Linked DNA regions of Triticum aestivum: region 1 is linked to region 2. Evidence: chromatin contacts called from public HiCAR-type data. All regions are on one chromosome and are shown on one strand. Each heading gives the region's core, a stretch centred on a gene start, on an enhancer-like site or on the middle of the called end of the contact. The rest is flanking DNA. Distances are from core to core; before and after follow the strand shown.

Region 1 (3,965 bases), core at 246-2,745, 250 kb before region 2:
CTCACATCTGCTATTAGCAATCAGGACAACCAATTTCTGTTTTTGCCATACGATGTTATTATTACCTTTGCTATAAAATTTAATTCTTGACTCAAACGTGTTATTGGTGTGACAGATCAAACATTTGAAATGCACAAATACAGAACATCAATGACTTGGGTAGAGGACTCAAGGATATCAAGCATATGGAACATCAATGTCAAGAAAACAAGGTCGGAGTAAATAGCAATGCATACAAGTAGAAATGATAAAATAAGTAGCCATGAAAGAGTAAGTGAAAGCATTGAAATCACAAGGAATAAACAAATGGCAATGATAATATGGGTCTATAGGAGCATTTATAGCTTACAGCTGCACCTCTTCGTCTAAAAAAGATTCAGTATCTACTAGAAGCTAGAGAAAAAACCTGCTTATTTGAACTCCAAGAAAATAATGATGTACCTTCTCTGCTTGAGACGTCCCCTTCTTGGAAGAAAGTCTGCTACTGTGTCGACCGTAAGAATGCCAGCTATAGAGCCTTTACTGAGACTGTATTTCCCATGAAATTCGGCGTCTCTCAAATCTCCACATTCGATACTGATAGCACTGTTAGCTGCAGAGGGGTTAACTGCAACAAGGCAACTTCTCGTGCAGCCTGGCGGAACTGAAAAGCCGGATAGGAGGGCGATGTAACGATCGAGCCGTAGAACAAGGTCTAATGGGAATTTGTAACCCGGAAAGAATGAGCTGCAGTGAGTATCTGCTACTTCCCAACAGTCCTCCAGCTTTGCGTCTCGAACGATGACGCCTGTCCCCGGGTACAAAGACGGCAACAATTCAACCGCTTGACTGGCATAGCATATTCCTGAAAATAAGCATGGAAGCCAAATATGTCAAAAGGAGACATAACTGGCACCATCTGTAGTGATGTTCACACACAAAAATGCATCTTACAAAGGTTAATCTGCGGCCACATCGTATGCGAACAATATATAACATACTAAATGGGCAAACTAGTAGATTGGATTCCTCGAATTAGGTTCAGTTTGCGGTGGAACAGGGGATTGGCGACGGCCACACGACAAAGCCAAATGCCCAATTTGGCCAACCTAGAACCCACCACTACTACTAATCTATAATACCCATTCTCGATTGTGAGACGCAAACACAGAATTATCCATGCCGAATGACGAGGTGTCGAATCGACTAGGCTCCGCATAACCCAGTGCCCCAACCATACAGAGGATTCCAATCGGAGGGGAAAGGTGGAGGGACCTGCGGCGGGTCTGGAGGGGATCGACGGGCGGTGGCGCTGGACGGCGGCCGATCGGCGGCCGGGGCAGAGAGGAGAAGGGGATACCGACGGCGACGAGGAGCGCGGTAAGCTTAGCAGCGCCGGCGGCATCATGGCCTCCTCCGACCTCCGCTCGTCTCCACCGATTTTTTTTTAATCTTCTGTTCGGCGCAAACCCACCTGTACAAGCCTTCACATTATACTCTACGCGTTGAGGTGCGGAATGCGGAAACAGTGAATACGTCTTAGCATTTTTTCTTCTTCTAGGAAACCTTTGCTTTCATTTTCGAGAAGGCTAAAAATCTCAGATTTTTAGTGGTCTCACACGGACGCATGCATTGCTGTTGGATCTGCCGCACCAATCTTGATGCACATAGACTTGCCACATCGGAATCGTTTGTTTCAAAGACCGACCAAAGCGAACGCTGCAACCCACAACTTCCTTTGTCCCTTGCCAATGAAACGGTCGCGCATTTTCCCCTTCCTCTCACTTTCTTTCTCCCCGGGATCCCCATTAACTCGATCCCGACCAATACACCAACGAGCTGCAGTGGCCAGTGTGTGATCGCGAGGACCACAACAACTTGGATGTGGCGGTGAGCTCAGAGGGCACCAAGGTGGTGCGGCGAGCAGCTTCGTGGCGACTTCGAGCCCGACGAGGACGAAAAGGTGGCCGCCATGAGGCTCCATGGTCCAAAAGCTGAGTAGGCAACACAAAAAGCGCCACTCATCCAGGGCCAGCGATAGAAAGAGCCTGGCTAGGCAACCCCCTTTCGGATTCAAACGAGACCAGCTGGTGAAAGCACCTAGCTCACAGTGTCCCGCCAGCCCATGACCCAGAGATAATCACTCGGGGCCACACCCGGCAACTAGCACGATGTCCGACCTTACCCGACGCATGTGAACCAAACAACCTGCACATAGGGGGAGAGCCAGGGTGTCAGACGAGCCAGCCTCAGGAATGTCACCATCCCATGCGTCATGAACCCCTGGAAAAAGGTGCGGGACGGTGTAGTAGTATGACGGATGCAGCCGCGCTGGCCAAGGTGACGGTGTCCCGGACTAGAGGGCGCTAATCAGATCATCCCCTTTTGTGGTGTGCTAGGCCGAGGACCCCTGGATCATCAGCAAATGCCCGAAGACTGCCACGCCCTCTGGCATGATTAAGATGGAATCCTCCGAAGACTTGGCGCACACTCCAAGACCTGTTTGAATCTTCGGCATGCTTATCCCTAGATGTAACCGGCCTCATGTAAACCTTAGGTACTAATGGCCCCTATATAAGCTGAGTTTTTTTAGTTTAGAGATTCATATTCATAGACATACGATCTCGAGCTAGATCATCCTGTAATTTGCACCCCAACACAACCAATACAATAGAAGCATGGCATAGGGATTTACCTATTCAAGAGGCTCTGAATCCTGGGTAAATATCGTGTCCCTTGTTCATCCTGTTACCACCAAGCTAAGATCACTAGTTCAGGACTCCCTACCAAAGATCTTTCGGATTTAACCCCGACACAAGGCACCTGCAATTGCATGACCGATATCTGCAGATTTGTACACTTTACCGGACGAGGCACTGGGAGAGAAAGCCTCCTTTCTCTTCCTCTGTTTGCGGTGGCGAGCCGCTATGTTGACCTTGCGAGTGGCCACCACTGATGAGTCCTCCGCCTCTGGAAACATCTTCGTCGCCTCTTCCTCCGGCTCCATCGCAACGGTGGACGACGAAACGGGTGGGAATTGGGATGGGTGGCGGCAGTGATCGGAGCAAAGACAACATGGAGAGGGAGGACTTTCATGTGGAAAGATTGTAGAATTGTCCAAATGTGTGGGCTCCACGTCGGTTTTGGCTAGGTCCCGGGTGTCGGGCGCCTACGTGGCGGTTGTTTGGATTCCCACAAACTTTCCCAACTTTGCTTATAGTTTCCGGGAATTCAGACATGTAGACAAGTCCACAGACGTTTGATGCATGGTGTTTGAGGACATAAACGGTCCGAACCATGCAGTCTCTACGTTTATAGGCGGTTCGAGAATACTCATTTGAGCCCAGGCTCATCTGCGCCCGAGCATGAACATAATAAATTTTTAAAAATTAGAAATATTCAGAAAAAATGATTTTTTTGTCAACCAAGACACTCAAATACGTGATGTCCGGGCAAATTTAATCGTGTTTGGACATATGAGGAGCTCGTGGCAAAAAATAAATAAACAAAATCGGCCATGAATAGTAAACTTGCTCACCCCTCCCCCTTTTTTGTCGAGACCTACTCAAATGTCCAAACATCACCAAATTTGACACGGACATCATGCACTCAAACATCTTCCATACCAAAAAAAAAAAATCATATTTTTTGAATTGACTGTTCATTCTCGGAAGAAGATGAGTACGAGAGCCGAATTGCTGCTTAGAGATGCCCTTAGTAACATAGGTGATAGTACCAGGTGTTCTTTACCTTCATCTTTACTTGCAGAATTAAATTCTCTGATCATTCAAGCGCCATTGTAGAACTTGATAACATTTTGGAGAGAGTTCATGCGCTTGCACTGAAAACTTAATCACGCTTGCATCATGCTGCTTAGAACATTAGTAATTAATTATCGGTATTATTGACTGCGGGTACTGATATTTACATCCAGTTACATATGTCGTTACTTTTGTAACCCGTACAATACACATCGTTTGGTGCAT
Region 2 (3,690 bases), core at 1,187-3,686:
TAATTTTTTTTCATATATTAAATTAATTTAGAAATACAAATATAATTTATAGAAAACACACAAATTTTAAAAAATTGCATGAAGACTTATAAAACATCATAAAGGAATTAAATCTTGGACAATTTTGTATACAACATAATTATTTTATAAAAAATTGTTTTTTTGAACTTATAGGATAATTTACTTAAATGGAAATATTTTCTAAAGTTACTTTGATATTTTAATTCATATAAAAAATTATAAAAATGTTTCATAATTTAATTTGATGGATTTTAAAATTAATAGGTGAGTATTTTTTTGGTTTATATATTTATTTATATGTATATTATTTATAATTACAATTTTTTGGTTTGATATTTATAGTTATAAAAAATCTGTTATAGACATGTAAATTGTAGCCCAGGAGCACGTTCTGTTATAGACATGAACTGTAACAATTATATTTACACATCAGAGTCCATTTGTCCGACAAAAAATAAACATGTGAGAGTCCATAGTTGGAGTGGCACACCCTCCTACATGTTTTACACGGGTAGCTTGTTCACGGGCGAAACTTTTTTTACGGATTAAAATTCTTGATTTATGTTACTTAATTCAAATATATCTTTATCTTTATCTTTATCTTTACCTAATATTAAAGGGAGGATTGTTTCTCCAGTTTTTTGGCTTTAAGGTGGGACCTAGATAATTTTCGTACGTCCCTGTTGTTTCCTCCTGCGGGAGTTTTCATGTTCTCCGGATTTGTTTCGGTCAAAAAGCAAATCACAGGACGCACAAGCCGCAATGGGCCGGCCCATTGGCGTACGACCAGAAAAAAATTTCCAAAAAAAAATACTACAGTACTAGGAATCGAACACAGCAGCTAACGCTAGAGAGTTCACAATACTATCACTAGACTAAACAAGACAGGGTGATTAATTGGCCGCACGAAAATTTAAATTAAACTCACTTGCGCCAGATACTAAGACAAAAAGGGTTTTTTAAGTGAATATACTTTAGAACATGAAATTTTTACAAAGTTGTTAACATTTTTTTAAATCGAACATTTTTTAAAAGAACAATATTTCTCTTTTTATTTTTTTAAACCTGAGTATTTCTTAAAACACAAACAATTTTTTAAAAGTAGGAGGTCAGTTGTTGTGATTATTTTTCAAATTTGCAAACATTTTAAAAACCAAAATATTTTTTGAACTTTAATTTTGAAAAGGAAAATATTTTTTAAAACATAATTTTTTCATCTATACTTATTAATAAGACTTGGGGAATTTTTGAAATGTGCCCACTTAATGCATTGTTTTAGTTCAATTTATTAAACTAGGATATGAAAGGAATATTTTTATCTGTTGCGTCTTCATGTACGACCAGTCTTACTCAGCCCAGTGATTCTCAAAATGCATGAGGAATCCAACTAGATTTCATGGTCTATCTGACAAACTACTCAATTTACATGATGACAATGACATATATTATGTGTGCTTTTTTCTATTATATTAGCCAGATTATAAAAAATACTTTGTTCAATGCTTAGCCAGATTATAAAAAATACTTTGTTCAATGCTTAGCTAGATTATAAAAAAATACTTTGTTCAACGCTCTTATCTTCGCCGGACACGAAGGCGGCTCAACAATCCGTTGGACTGTCCAACCTTGGTTAGTGACAACTGGTACCGTGACCACAGGCAACGAGGACGATAAAGATGACAAGCGGAAAACATGTGTCTCGTGTTATATTGAAATGGAGGATGTGGATCTGAGAATGAGGTATTAGTCATGTTTATTATGTTATGGGCACAGCGGATAAGGGCGTGTGAGGACTGTTTTCTCCCGTTGCAACGCACGGACATGTTGCCTAGTAAAACTTATGTACGCTTATGCATCAACAACTGAACTCTGGGCTGGTGGGTAGCCGCGCACGTCAGTTAGACCGCGGTCACTGATACGGCGGTACGAATCCCTCTGCGCCATATTTTTCATTCTAACCAAATTTGGGATGTTTCACTATTAAGTCAGACTCATCAGTGCCACACGCCTAACAGGTGTCTTTTCGTGAGAAAAAAAAAGTAAAAATTGACAAGTGATACTCATCAGTTCCACGTGTCTAACAGGTGCCTTTTCATGAGAAAATAAAAAAAATTCGAGGGCGTTTCTATAAAAGGAGCACGCCACATGCCTGGCCTTCACTATGCAGTCACTTACAGCGGGCCCTATGCCATGATGTCATGCCTCATCAGCGTTGCGGTCATATACAAACGAGATTTGCACCGTATTTGCACGTCCAAGCTAAGTTTTTGCACCACTTTAATGTATCCTGCATGTTCTAGCACTAAAGCGACCGTTTACGCCAAGTTCTAGCACCATCGGTGTAATTGACTCGAAAAAATAACATGGCACATAGTTTGTGCAGCAACGAAGTTTTGATTTACGTAAAGCATGTAATACGCTTTCCGGCTTGAGTCACAGCTCACATACTCCACTGCCCCCCTGCTCGAGTCCGGCCTACAGTGAGGAGACCGGAGCCAGAGAGGGGCGGGCGAGCGCGAAGCGAGTGGGCGGCGGCGAGCGGTGGATGGCGATGGCGGGCGGCGGGGGACTGAACCGGTCCTCATCGCGGGGGCAGCTGCCGCCGCAGGAGCTCCTCGACGATCTCTGCAGGTGCGTAGCCCTAACCCATCCCCCGATCCCCATCTCCGCAACTCCATCCGACCCAAATCGAATCCAATCCAATCCAATCTCGTGCCGCAGCCGGTTCGTGCTGAACGTGCCCAAGGAGGACCTGGAGTCGTTCGAGCGGATCCTGTTCCTGCTGGAGCAGGCGCACTGGTTCTACGAGGACAACTCCGTGGAGCACAACCCCTCCCTCAAGTCCCTCTCCTTCAAGGACTTCACCTCCCTAAGTAAAGATAAAGATCGCCCCTTTCCCCTTTAAATCTACTCCTATCTCGTCACGGTCCGGGACTCTGAGCCCCGTCGAGGATGATGATTCTTGGCGGATTCGTCGCTGACTCCGACATTGTCGCCGTCCTGGTCGCCGTCGTCCTTGTGTGTGCAGTGTTCAACAGCTGCGCCGCTCTCAGGCCCTACCGCGCGCACCTCGACGACATCTACAAGGACTTCACGCACTACAAGTTCCGGGTCCCCGTCTCCGGCGCCATCATCCTCGATGACAACTATGACAGGGTAATTCTTTGTTCACTCTGTCTTTTATGCCCATCCGAGAGCATGTTACTGCATCCCTAGATGTGGTTTAGGAAGTAGGAGCAGGCTGCTAGGTCGGAACATCAACAGATGTGCTAAAGATTGGAATTTGGAGATAAGCAGCGCGTCTGATATCAGTTGCCCTGCTCGAAAGGATGCAATTTAAATCCTAGCATGTGCTACCTGTTAGCCTCTTATAGACGAATCACTTAATTTTCTCAATTTGCATATAGTTTCACACTATGTTATGCAATAGCCCTCAATTTCCTCAGGAATTTTGTTGAATCTCAAGGTTTGCTGACTTCTCCCTTTTTCTCTGCAGTGCTTACTTGTGAAAGGATGGAAGTCTAGTGCCAGCTGGAGTTTCCCCCGTGGAAAGAGGAGCAAAGATGAAGAGGATCATACTTGTGCAGTTAGAGAAGTAAATTTCTGGGCTTGATCCACGCTGCGCTTTACAGTTTCCATCAAACATTCTGCGCTTGTAGGGAAGCAATA

The links. HiCAR-type assays count read pairs that join an accessible place to other places.
Region 1: a contact with region 2 is called in a HiCAR-type map of leaf, with 6 times the contacts expected there. The contact joins the promoter of LOC123128886 here to the promoter of LOC123128882 in region 2. A contact is called at or near these places in 2 of 5 Hi-C or Micro-C datasets (both in leaf) and 1 of 1 datasets of contacts at active chromatin or transcription factors (leaf).

The regions. Positions count from the first base shown.
Region 1 is chr6A:600,098,524-600,102,488 of IWGSC CS RefSeq v2.1, reverse strand. LOC123128886 reads right to left here and starts at 1,495. Exons shown (of 3, transcript XM_044548996.1): 1 at 1,255-1,495; 2 at 442-844. The coding sequence starts at 1,387. It overlaps LOC123128885 (photosystem II 10 kDa polypeptide, chloroplastic), which reads right to left. Exons shown (of 5, transcript XM_044548995.1): 5 at 3,861-3,965.
Region 2 is chr6A:599,845,941-599,849,630 of IWGSC CS RefSeq v2.1, reverse strand. It overlaps LOC123128882 (mRNA-decapping enzyme subunit 2), which reads left to right and starts at 2,436. Exons shown (of 8, transcript XM_044548994.1): 1 at 2,436-2,652; 2 at 2,743-2,894; 3 at 3,050-3,177; 4 at 3,518-3,616. The coding sequence starts at 2,567.